Linked DNA regions of Sus scrofa: all the other regions are linked to region 1. The links are chromatin contacts, called in public HiChIP or PLAC-seq maps. All regions are on one chromosome and are shown on one strand. Each heading gives the region's core, a stretch centred on a gene start, on an enhancer-like site or on the middle of the called end of the contact. The rest is flanking DNA. Distances are from core to core; before and after follow the strand shown. Region 1 holds the start of ZNF41 (zinc finger protein 41). Region 2 holds the start of CDK16 (cyclin-dependent kinase 16). Region 3 holds the start of UBA1 (ubiquitin-like modifier-activating enzyme 1).

What was found. HiChIP or PLAC-seq counts read pairs in DNA pulled down with a chosen protein or histone mark.
Region 2: a contact with region 1 is called in an H3K27ac HiChIP or PLAC-seq map of alveolar macrophages. The contact joins the promoter of CDK16 here to the promoter of ZNF41 in region 1. A contact is called at or near these places in 2 of 5 promoter capture datasets (fetal liver and liver) and 1 of 2 datasets of contacts at active chromatin or transcription factors (alveolar macrophages).
Region 3: an H3K27ac HiChIP or PLAC-seq map of alveolar macrophages shows a contact between it and region 1. The contact joins the promoter of UBA1 here to the promoter of ZNF41 in region 1. A contact is called at or near these places in 3 of 47 Hi-C or Micro-C datasets (embryonic fibroblasts, heart right ventricle and liver) and 1 of 2 datasets of contacts at active chromatin or transcription factors (alveolar macrophages).

Annotation. Positions count from the first base shown.
Region 1 is chrX:41,982,532-41,986,950 of Sscrofa11.1, forward strand. It overlaps ZNF41 (zinc finger protein 41), which reads right to left and starts at 1,908. Exons shown (of 7, transcript XM_021080384.1): 1 at 1,154-1,908.
Region 2 is chrX:41,834,768-41,838,880 of Sscrofa11.1, forward strand. CDK16 (cyclin-dependent kinase 16) reads left to right here and starts at 1,501. Exons shown (of 16, transcript XM_013990862.2): 1 at 1,501-1,527. The coding sequence starts at 1,516.
Region 3 is chrX:41,808,242-41,812,260 of Sscrofa11.1, forward strand. It overlaps UBA1 (ubiquitin-like modifier-activating enzyme 1), which reads left to right and starts at 2,485. Exons shown (of 26, transcript XM_021080354.1): 1 at 2,485-2,646.

The DNA of each region.
Region 1 (4,419 bases), core at 658-3,157:
TCTTAGAGAAAAATTCATGAATTTGATGCTGTATTAAGAAAAGATGAATATCAACGATAAGCATTCAATTTAGGAATTTTAAAATAAGAATAAAAGAAAAATTCAAAGAAAAGAAATCATGAAATCAAGGGCAGAAATTAAAGCAGGCTTTTGTTTTGTTTTGTTTTTTGTCTTTTTGCCATTTCTTGGGCTGCTCCCTTGGCATATGGAGGTTCCCAGGCTAGGGGTCTAATCCGAGCTGTAGCCACCGGCCTACACCACAGCCACAGAAACGCAGGATCCGAGCCGCGTCTGCGACTGACACCACAGCTCACGGCATCGCCGGATCCTTAATCCACTGAGCAAGGCCAGGGATCGAACCTGCAACCTCATGGTTCCTGGTTGGATTCGTTAACCACTGCACCACGACGGGAACTCCTAAAGCAGGTTTTTGAAACAATCCCATCTAAGACCTATCGCTGACCCCAGGAAGCGGCATGTCTGATTCCACAGACCCCTCTATCACTAGTTCCAAATAAATGTATCGCTCATCCCACAGAATTCCATCATCTACATCACAGAAAGCTTGACCATCCACCCAATAAACCTCATCATACACCTCATAGACAGTGCAACACCCACCGCACAGCCCTCATCACTCACCTCAGAAACTCCCCATCCTTTACTTGCCCACGGTTCAATACTCACCCCATAGGCTCTGCACCATTCACTCCACAGACCACCCATTACTCTCCCCAAAGACTCTTCTCACTCACCCAATGAACCCCCATGACTCATCTCTCAGACCTTCCCTCCATCACTTAGCCCACTAACCCCCATGACACCCCACAGAATCTCCATCATTTGCCTCGCGGGACCTCCATCACTAATCCCGCAGAGCATCTCTGAGACCCTATCACTCACGCCACAGTCCCCATTCCTTACTCCACTTACCCTGGGTCCCTGATCCCACAGACCCAGTCACTTACCCCGCATACCCCATCAGTGGCCTCCCGAGACCCTCATCACTCACCCTATAGACTTCTCATCACTCACCTCACCGATGCCCCCTGCTCACCCTATAGACTCCACTCCTCACTGACTCCAGAGACTCTCCCCCAATAATCACCCCTACACACTACCCGCTACTTTCCCCACTGCCCCCATCACTCACCCACAAACCTCAGTCACTCCACGCACCTCGAGTGACTCCAGAGAAGCCCTGCCACTCACCCCACAGAGAACCATCACTGAGCACGAAAGCCCTGTCCTAACACCCCCATAAATAGGTCACGGTTTCACTGGCCCTGAAACCGCTGCCTCTGTTAAACTCAGTCCCGGAGCCCTAAGTGTTGAAACTGCGTCTGCGGGACTCTCGCGTTTCTTGGACTCCACACTGCACATGCTCAGTGTCGGCGTGGAAGCGGCCGTCCGCCCCCAATTACACGGGCTGCACGGCGGAGGTGTTAGTGCGTGTGCCTGTTCGTGTGTGTCGGAGAAGAGGCGGGCTTTCCAATTTTCTTTGGGGACTTTGTCAGGCCACTAACATGGCTGTCCCCTTGGGAGTGTCTCTCCGGGAGTCGCCATCTTGGCAAGGTGGGCATCTCTGCGGCGGCGGAGCCGGCGGTCCCCGGCCTGACCTTCCCGGGGGTAGAGGTGGTTCCCCGGAGCCCATTGGGCAGGACAGATCGGGCTGGGGCTCCCGGACACCTCTCGCCTGAGCCGCAGCCTCCAGCGTTACCCCGAGGCGCCTTCCCTTCTCTGCGCTTGAGGCCCCGCCCTCAGGCCGTATCCCCCGGGAACCACGACAACTTCTCGCGTCGCCAGCGCCCACCCCTACCCCCAATCCTAGCTAGAAAGACACCTCCAAGCCGCGGGCCCAGGCACTGGCTGGCCCTCGCCCTGGCCGCCGGCGCCGCTCCACTTCGCAGGGGGTGTCAAGGGGTGGGGGGGTGGGGGCGGAACAGCGGCTGATCAGCGCGAACCGCTGGCGGCTGCAGAGCCCGGGGCGCCGCTACGTGCCCACCTGAAGGCGCCTCTGTCCCCCCGTCGGCTGGGGGCATCGCCCGGTTCCTCGGCTGTCACCGACCCTGGGTAGTTGCCACGGGGGGAATAGTACGTGTCAGATTTAGGCCAGGAAGCGGAAGTCGCCCGCAGCGAGAGTTTAACCACTCTGCGCGCGGGGAGCTGAGGTGATTGAGCGCCAGAAAGCAAGTATCTGTACAGGGAGCCATTGGGGGGCTTGTGACATCAGTGGTGGATCATTTCATCCTATTTTTTAAAAACTCGAAGAATCAACCTTCCCGGTTTCCTTATATAAGCATGAAAGTTAAAGTCCTAAAGATCCAAGTATTGATTTCATTTTCCCTAGTGTTCAGTTTCAAGTGCTAATTGGTAACATTCCCCCCTTTTGACGCAAGAATTATTTAGTTGTCCAGGTTCAAACTTGCAAAAATTCTCCGAGGTTCAAAGGTCAAGGGAACGGGGACTTTATTCAGGCTGCTGCTGCGAGGAGAATAGCCCAGGGCAGTGTGTCTCCTGGAGCATGGAGAGTTTTATATGGGAGAGGAGTTTCACAGAAGGAAACAAAGGCAGGAGTTCCCGTGTTCGTGGCTCAGTGGTTAACGAATCCGACTGGGAACCATGAGATTGGGGGTTCGATCCCTGGCCTTGCTCAGTGGGTTAAGTATCCAGTGTTGCCATGATCTGTGGTGCAGGTCGCAGCCGCAGCTCAGATCTGGTATTGCTGTGGTTGTTGGTGTAGGCCGACAGCTGTAGCTCCAATTAGACCCCTAGCCTGGGAACCTCCATATGCCATGGGAGCAGCCCTAGAAAAGGCAAAAAGACCAAAAAAAAAAAAAGAAAAAAGAAAAAAAGAAAAAGGAAACAAAAGCAGCCAAGTGCCAGCTGCAAGTTTGGGGGGCTTTGTTCTGCAGGTGTTAGAATGCTGCGGAAAGAAGAGGTTTTCATTTTGGCTCATCTCATTCTTTTGTATCCTGTTCTCAGAATTAATGATTAAATAAAGAATTCAGAGGGAGTATAGAAAAGTTTACAGTTCACACCATTTTTCATTTCCTCAAACACAGTCAATCCCGATGTTAGTAATTTCTAACGTAACTGCACTGTGGTCTGAGAATGTTCTCTGCATGATGTTGAGCCTTTGAAATGTGTTGAAATTTGCCTCAAGGCTCCAGTGCTGGCCCAGTTTTCAAAAATGTTTCATCGGAGTTTCCGTCGTGGCTCAGTGGAGACAAACCCGACTAGCATCCATGAAGATGCAGGTTTGATCCCTGGCCCCTCTCAGTGGATTAAGGATCTGGAGCTGTGGTGTAGGTCGCAGACACGACTCTGATCTGGTGTTGCTGTGGCTGTGGCGTAGGCCAACAGCTACAGCTCAGATCCAACGCCTAGCCTGAGAACCTCCATATGCTGTGCGTGCAGGCATAAAAAGACAAAAAAAAAAAAAAAGTTTCATCTCTTGATTGAAAAGACTGTATTTTCCAGTTGTTGGGTTTAGCATATTGGTTCAAGCTTGTCAGTTGAACTATTTAAAATGTGTATATCAGAGTTCCCATCCTGGTGCAGTGGAAACGAACCCAACTAGGAGCCATGAGGTTGCAGGTTCGATCCCTGGCCTCACTCAGTGGGTTAAGGATCTGGCGTTGCCATGAGCTGTGGTGTAGGTTGCAGACATGGCTGGGATCCTGCGTTGCTGTGGCTGTAGCGTAGGCTGGCAACTATAGCTCCGATTAGACCCCTAGCCTGGGAAACCTCCATATGCCTCGGGTACAGCCCTAAAAAGCAAAATAAAATAAAATAAAATGTGTGTATCCTTCCTGATGATTTTATTCTGCTTACTCCCTGAGTTAGAGAGATCTCTCACTGTACGTTTAAGTCAGATTGTTACTGCACCAATCCATTTTTGCTTCCTATATGTTGAAGTTTTATTATTAAATACAAATAAGGGTATTGTGTTGTTGAATAGATACAACCAAATCACTTCCCCAAAAGATTTTAACATTTCCTACTCCCACCAGCAAAATATGAGTCCATCAAGGCAAATCTCCTCTAGTACTGAATGCCGAGCTCTCATCTTTGCCAATCTGAGGGCTAATTTAACCACTTTAATTTGCATTGCCCCGACTACTTGTGCAACTGAGAATCTTTTTCTGTCTGTTGACCATTTAGATTTTCTCTTCTGCAAATCTTCTTATTCTCTGTCCAGTGTTCTTTGGAGTGATTTGCCTTTTTCTTATCAGTATATAGCAGCTCCTTGCACACTAGAGATATTAACCCTTTATTAGTTGCATTGCAGTATTTTCCCCCTCTTTTTGTCCTTTGCATTTTGTAGATTTCCTTTGATCTGTAATTAGAAAAATGTATTCTTTCAACAAAAATAAGCTTTCTTTTCTGGCTTCTGTACTTCATGCCTTGCCTGAT
Region 2 (4,113 bases), core at 251-2,750, 150 kb before region 1:
TGAAGAAGCTGACATTGAAACAAGGACTTGGAAGAGGAGAGTGAGGGATGTGGCTTTCTGAGGGAAAGAACATCCCAGGCAAAGGGAAGAGCAAGTGTGAAGTCCCAGAGGCTGGATTGTACCTGCTTTATTAGGGAATAGCTAGGATACTAGTGTTCCCGGAGCTGAGTGAGAAGAAGGGTAAGAGTTGAGGTCAGGGAAGCGATGGATCTGATTATCTATCCCGCGGTGTCTTTGTGGAAGCGATGGATCTGATTATCTATCCCGCGGTGTCTTTGTCAGGTATCTCCACTCCCGACATGCTCTGGCAAATCCGCTCTAGTATGAACTGGTGTCACCAAGAGTATGGTAAAGGGAAGCACGGAAGAAACAGGGAAGCTGGCTTTGGACTGGGGTGCAGTGTAAAGATGTTCTAGATGACCTGCCGGAGGCTGTGGCCATTTGAACTGGGCTTGGTGATAGTGCTACGAGTTTTTCAGGCAGAGAGGTGTGAGGGATTAGGTCTGTTTGGCAGTGCTTGACACGCTGCCACCCGATAAAATGGAAAACCGCAGAGCCGGGGAGGTGGCGGGGGTGGGGGAAGCCATGGGCGAGGCTCTGGTGGGCCAGAAGAGGTAGTTGCGAGGTGGCAGTAAAACTCAATTCAGGTTGCAAATCCTCGCGTGAGGCGGAAAAGAGGTCCCTTCCAGTCCAAAGTCTCAAGCGTGCACAGTAATGCACTCGTCCCTATAAAGGTCGGTCTTTCGCATCAGCCTAGGCTCCACCCCGGGAATCTCACTGACCGAGATGGGAGGAGTTAGAGGCGGGACGAAATTCGATTGAACGGTATTTTGACCAAACAGCTTGCGAGATATTCCACCTATGTTAACGGGAACGCAGAACAAAAAGGAGGGCTCGCCCTCTCGACGGTGAAAACCAATGAAAACCTGGAAGGGGCGTGGTCGGGACAGCTAAATCACGCCTCCCCAACCAGGCCACGCCCTTCATTCTTGCGCTGCCTCACCCCAGGGGGCAAATCCGATTGGCTGGGCGACAACCTCAAAGGGCGGGGCCGCACACGTTCACAGTGGGAATGAGCTCGCGGTCGGGGAGGAGGGGGAGGAGCAGCTGGGCGGGGCTAGACTCTGCCCTATCTTAGGTGGTAAAAGCCAATGATTCTCCTGGCCGCCTCTCCTAGAAAAGTCATCTTCTCGCGAACCTTTAAAATCCCTGCCTTCCGAGGCACCTCAAGGGAGTAGGACTGACAGCTTCATCTGTCTTTTTCCTCCTTGCAAAAGTCCAGTTTGCCATCATGGGGATGTACCAAGTGAGACCGAGTAGGGGGAGCGAATGGTGACTGGCACGCTGGTCACTGGCTGCTGCCTACTTCGGCGCTAACAAACTTGTAGCAAGATCGGCACTGAGTACTATACAACCTCCACACTTCCCCTGGCGCCGTTCCAGGGCCGGCGCCACATTCCCCAGTGGGCGCGCAATGGCCGCGCCCCCTCCCGCTGCGGACGGGTCTTTTGGTACATGCAGTCCGAGGTGAGTCCCCTCCTTCCCACTTCACCCTTTCCAGCGCGTGCGTGCGCATGCGCGGCGCGCGGCGCGCGCAGCGGTTGGGCCGTTGGCTGTTCGGCCCCGGGTTCCGCCGCGTCTCCGCTAACAGTCGGCTCTGAATCGCGAGCCGCCGTGAGCTCTCGGGTTCTAGCCGGCGCCAGCGAGCCCGGGGGCATCGCCCGCAGCGGCCAAGCTCATGGCCGGCTGAGCGGGACGCCGCCTCCGCCTCAGCCACCGCCGCCGCCGCCGCCGCCTCCTCCTCCTCAGCCGGCGGCGGCCCGGGCCCAGCAGCCATGGCCGAAGACTACTGGGACGGGCGCCTGCGGCGAACAGGAGGAGAAGGAGGTCGCGCGGCCTCAGCCCGGGCCGCCGCCCCAGGCGCCGCCGCGCCGGCCCCGCGGCGCTGAGGTTGCTCGCGCGCCCCCGCCGGTGAGCGCGTCCCCGAGGGGTGGGGTGGGGGCTGCCTTTCCTTCTACCGGGACCAACCCAGACTCCCGGGCGGTGCCCAGGGGTCTGGGCTGCACGGCTGGCATGTGCCACCCCCCACTCCGCCAGCGAGTTTCCCAGAATGCACCGGGGCGGGGGGTCATTTGGGGCCTCCCTGACCTTGGCCCCGCCCTGGGCCCGGTCTGGGAGCTGGGGATGGGAAGTACTGTGGGTCCAAATGTGGAGCAGGGTGATCGAAGGACCAGAGGGTGTGGAAATGGGTGGCGGAGTGGTGGAAGACTCGAGGTTTGCCCATGGGGGCCTGAGCTGTGGAGGGATCAGAGCATGTGGTGGTGAGATCTTCCCGCTGTGTAAGGTTTTGAGGCCCAGTGCGTGCTAACTGAGGGGCGGTGCAGGGCAACAGAGGTACCCGAGGATGTGTAACAGGGCAGAGGACGTCGGAGGAGTGCCGAGATATGCAAATGGGGTTATAGCTGTAGAGAGAGGCCCAATGTGTGTTCCTGGGGGATAAGGTGGTAGAGGTACCAGAAGGTGTGCTAATAAGATCCGTTTCCTGAGGCCCTGTGTGTGCTAAGGGGGTGGTCAGGATGGCGTTAATGCTGTGTATTTGTCCGTGAGGGACTGCGAGGTGTGAGGTTCCAGAGTGTGCCCGTGGAGGGCAGGGTAGTGCAAGAACTGGAGTGTTGAGAGGGTGCTAATGGGGGTCTTAGCTGTAGAGGGTATGTGCACATGGTGATAAAGGTCCCGTATGTGCTAATGTGGCAGAGCAGTGAAGACCTGAGCCTGAGCTAACGGGTATCAGAGCTGTGGACATAGGCGTGGGGCCGGGGGTTGGTGGTCAGCGAAGTGTCTTAGCCCTGTAAGAGGTTCCGTGCATTAAGGATCAGGCTGGTGTGAGATCTGTGTGTGTGTGTGTGTCCATGTCCATGAGGTCAAGGGAGGATGAGGTTCTACGGTAATAAGAAGTAAGAAGGGGCAGGGTAATATAGGAAGATCTAGTGGCTGTCCGTGTGAGTTTCGAGTCACGGGGGCACTTAGATGTGTGCCAGTGCGGGCAGAATCAGAGCAGTATGAAGTCTGGAATACGCTAATGCGTGTCAGGACGCTGTGAAGACAGTGTGTGTGTGTGTCCAAGAGGGAGGACTGAGGTGTGTTGAGGTTCCAGGGAGTGCTGCGGGGCGTAGAGCTGTGGAGGGGATCTGTTGGGGGGATCCGGAAGATCAGGGCTCTGAAGGGATCCATTTGTCAACCAACAGGGGTTATGGCTGTGGAGGACTTGGAGCAAAGAGAAATAAAGGACAGAAATATGGGAAGGTCTAGGTGTGCTCAAGTGGATTAGAGCCATGTAGGGCTGAAGTGTGCTAATAGGGTTCTGGGCTGAATGAAGGTCTGTGTGTGCCAATGAGGGTCAGGTCATTATGGAACAGCGTGTTCGCGTGTGTCCCTGGGGAACAGGGCTCAGTACGGGTTCAGGGTGTGCTAATGGGGAGGCTCGGCTCTGCGTGAGGCCCAGTGTGTGCTAATAGGGGTCAGGGATCTGCAGTGTTCACTGCTGGGAAGTGGGGGGATAGGGTAGTGGGAGACCAGAGGATGCGCTCATGATGGTCGTAGCTGTGGAGAGGCCTGAGTGTGGGCAGAAACGGGTCAGGGATCTGCAGTGTTCGCTCTGTGTTAACGGCATTCAGGGCAGCATGAAGGTCTGGTGAGTGCTCATGTGGGTTAGCGGTAGAGGGTCCCAAGTGCATGTTCATAGGGGTCAGAATCATGTTGGGAGAGAAGTTCACAGGCTGTATGTGGTGCTCGGAGTTAACTTTAGAGGGGCCGACTGGGTGGAGGTCCGTGCTCCGTTGAGGCTTTGTGTGCAGATCGGAGTTAGAGATAAATAGGGAAATTGGGGTGCCGAAGGCAGTTAAAATGCAGGGAAACCTTCCTGAGGGTCCAGTGTGTACTGAAGGAAGCGGGACACTGCAAGAGTCCAGTGTGCTTATGGGATGGGTCTGGACGGGATGAGGATGGTGTGTTCTCTCTTTTTTTTTTTTTTTTTTTTTCTTTTCTGGGGCCACATCCACAGCATGTGGAGGTTCCCAGGCTAGGGGTCTAATTGGAGCTGTAGCTGCCAGCCTA
Region 3 (4,019 bases), core at 1,235-3,734, 170 kb before region 1:
CTGATGGCTTCAGTCGTCACCTCTGATGGTCCCCAAATCCATCCCCTGAATCTCGGACTTGGCCCCAAACTGTTCACTCAACTGACACATTCCAGACCTTGGATGTCTAACAGGCATCAAAAATGTAACACATCCGGAATTTCCCGCTGTGGCGCAACGGAGATCTGCGGCTTCTCTGAAGCACCATGACGCAGGTTCCATCCCCTGCCCGGCACAGTGGGTTAAAGGGATCCCGTGCTGCCACAGGTGAGGCTTAGCTCGCAACTGCAGCTCCAATCTGATCCCTGGCCTGGGAACTCTGTATGCCTAAGGGTGGCCAAAAAGAAAAAAATATATAACACATCAGAAAACGATCTCTTGATTTTGCCCCCCTCTTGCTCCTAGTGGAGTATTTCCCATGTTAGTTAATGACAACTCCATCCTGCTGCAGCTCAGGTTAAAAAACTGCAGGTCAGCCAGGACTCCTATTTTTTGTGCCCCATAACTGATGTCACAGCCAATCCTGGTGTCTTGACTTTCAACAACCAGTTCAGGAGTTCCCATCGTGGCGCAGTGGAAACAAATCCGACTAGGAACCATGAGGTTTCGGGTTTGATCCCTGGCTTCGATCAGTGGGTCAAGGATCCAGCATCGCTGTGAGCTGTGGTATAGGTCGCAGACGCGGCTTGGATCCTGCATTGCTGTGGCTGTGGTGTAGGCTGGCAGCTGTAGCTCCGATTAGACCCCTAACCTGGGAACCTCCACAGGCCATGGGTGTGGCCCTAAGAAGCAAAAAAAAAAAAAAAAGACAAAAACCAATTCAAAATCAAACCTCAGCCCCCCACCAACACCACTTCCTCTTTTATCACCTTGGTCTGACCCTCTCTCATCACTTCCTGGACCCTGTCCACTGGCTTTTCTGCTTCCACTTTCCCCCCTACAGTTTGTTCTCTCTCCACACAGAGCAGCCAGATTATTTATTCTAAAATATAATGCATATAATGTGATTCCCCTACTTAAAATCTTTGTATGGTGCCCCATAGTTCTTAGAATTGAAAACCAAACATCTGGAGTTCCCTTCGTGGCTCGGTGGTTAACGAACCCCACTAGCATCCATGAGGACTCGAGTTCGATCCCTGGCCTCCATCAGTGGGTTAAGGATCCGGCGCTGCCGTGAGCTGTGGGGTAGATCGCAGACACGGCTTGGATCCCTCGTTGCTGTGGCTGTGGCTGTGATGTAGGCCGGCCACTGTGGCTCTGATTAGACCCCTAGCCTGGGAACTTCCATATGCCGTGGGTGCGGCCCTAAAAAGCAAAAAAAAAAAAAAAAAAAAACGAAAAGTTCTGATGAAAGACTGTTCTTGACTGTTGCAAGGGCAGTGATATCCTTGCTATGTTCTTTGCTTTGCTCCTGGTGGCATGCCCCTAGTAGCCACTCAATAAACCTTTTTCAAATGAACAAATGTGGAGGATTTGAGGACAGGATACGTGATACAGAATTTGGGATAAGGTGATAAAGGCATTTTGTGTTAAACATCTTTGCTCAAACATCTTCCCAAGGAGGCCTTCCTTGACCCCGCTATTTAAAAATGTTACCTGTCCCCACTTTGTTCTATTTTTTCCAGTAACATTTAGCAGTTATCACATATATATTGTATTTATATATGTATTTAATTGTATATTCACATGTGAACATAGACTATACACAATGTATTTAATATGACATTTATTGATTTATTTTGTGTCTTTTGGGGGCCACACCCACGGTATATGGAAGTTCCCAGGCTAGCGGTCGAATGAGAGCTGTAAGCCACCAGCGTAGCCACAGCCACAGCCACACGGGATCCGAGCCGTCGCCAAGGCCGGATCCTTAGCCCACTAAGTGAGGCCAAGGGTGGAACCGGTATCCTCATGGATACTAGCCTGGTTGAGTACTGCTGAGCCACAACCGGAACTCCTATAAGACATTTACAGATGTAAATTATTTACCTATTGACACTATCATGTTATGTAAACTATGTAAACTTTATATGTCCACTTTATTTTATATAATTTACATTATAGTCACATGTTTTTAATATAATTGTAATTTATTTATTACATTTACGGTTTGTATCTCTCGCTAGTGTGTCAGCTCCGTGAGGGCAAGGAAGAATCCCTAGCACCTGGCCCACAGCTTGAGCTTCATAAATGTCAAATGAAAGAACTCCTTGGGCTACCCGAGCCTCAGTTTTCCCATCTGTAGAATGGGTGTGCCTTTCCCTGTGTTCTGATCCCCTTTCCTATGTCCTCTGCAGAGCACAGGTCCGGCAATTCCACAGCCCTAGTTTACATTTTCCCAGGGGCGCGGATGCTCACCACGTGCACCGGCCACCGGCCCGACCCGGACTACCATCCCCAGCATGCCTAGCGCGTTCGGAAAGTACCACAACCCTCAGGGGTGTCTGGGTCTGACATGGGCGCCGACGGCGCAGAAGCAGGGGCAGCCTCCCCTCTGGCTAAGTATCTGTGGTACGTTCCAAACCGGGGGCCCTCCAAGGCCCCGCGCTTCCGAGCTCCGCGCAAACTCTGGCTCTTCTTGAACGGCGGAGGTGGTTTGCTCTTCCGTTGCCCCGTGGCTTCGGCTCCTCTCCAGCAGGAAGGCGAGGCTTCCGCCCGGCGCAGGGGGTGAGCTGGAGCACGGTACCCCCAGCCTCCTGGACAGCAGTAGTTAAGGGAGGGGGCTCAATTTCGGGGATCCCCGAATGGGCATATTTGGGGGCTCTGGGCCCGGGGTGGCATTTAGAGGTGGCTTTTTTGAGGGAACCTTTAGCAAGGGGCGTTTAGGGACTCCAGGGTGGGATTGGGGAGTTTGTTTTAAGGAGCTTCCCTTGGAAGCCGGGTTTATATATCCCTCGGAGGCAGGCTTTATATATCCCTTGGAGACAGGGTTTGGGGGATGTTTGGGGAGACCTTTAGGGTCCGTGTATGAGTGCTCTGTCTACGGGGCAGGATTTGGTGTGCTTCGCAAGGGTGGAGGCAAAGTTTGAGGTTCCTGAACTCAAGGCGGAATTTGGGGAGGGCTCGTTTCAGGAAAGGTCCTGATGACAGGGGGAACGTTCGGGACCGACGTGGCATGTGGAGTTATCCGTGGCCTTTGTGACCTCTAGTTCTATTATGATGTCTCACCGCGTTTGGGTATTAGGGGCGGGGAGACTGGGCAAGTTGGGGCCCTCGCTTTTTTTTTAGGAAGAGGAGCCCCTCGCTCAGGCTGTGGAAGAGACGCCGGTAGGCTCTCCCCGAGGGGTCAGGGTGCCACCGGGCCTTGGTGGGCCGTGGCTTTTTTCCTCATTCATGAGGAGGTGGGCTGTCGAGGAAGCCCGTTTTTGCCCCTTTCACACCTGGTCCGATGGAAGTATCAGCTTGTGAATTTTTCACGAAGGGGAGGATCGGTGTGCTGTAGGGGCGTTCTGCAGCCTGCCCGGCAAGTTAGATCTCATTGATTAAGCGTAAAGGTGAGTAGGGCCCGGAGTTTTCTGTGGCTTTTCCAGGGGCGTAGCTTTTACGGCTTCATCTGCATGATCCGCTGTTAGCTTTCCCTTAGAGGTTTCAGGACTGAAGTTTTGCATCTTGCGTCCGGGACGAGGCCTCCCGCATTGTTCATTCCTTATTGCCCAGTAACCCCAGAATTATCAACAAAGGCTGTAGATGCCAATCTCATTGATCCACGCCAGCTGGTGTGATCTTTGGCAAGTTGTTCTGTGAGCCTGAAAAAAATGAGTCTGAGCATAATGATGATCAGATTAGTTTACACTCATTCGGCATTTTATTAGCCCATTTAATCCCCACAACAATCCCAGGAGGTAGGTTATTATCATCCCGTTTTATAGATGAGGAAACTGGGACACCAGGAGGCCAAGTAGTTTGCCTGCGGTTACTCCCCGTCTGTGAGTGGCTGGGCCAGGATTCTAAATCCAGTTAGTCTAGTTCCAGAGTTTGTAGTCTTAATCAAATGTCCGAATGTCTCTCTCCCACCCATCCAATTTAATGGTGCTACTACT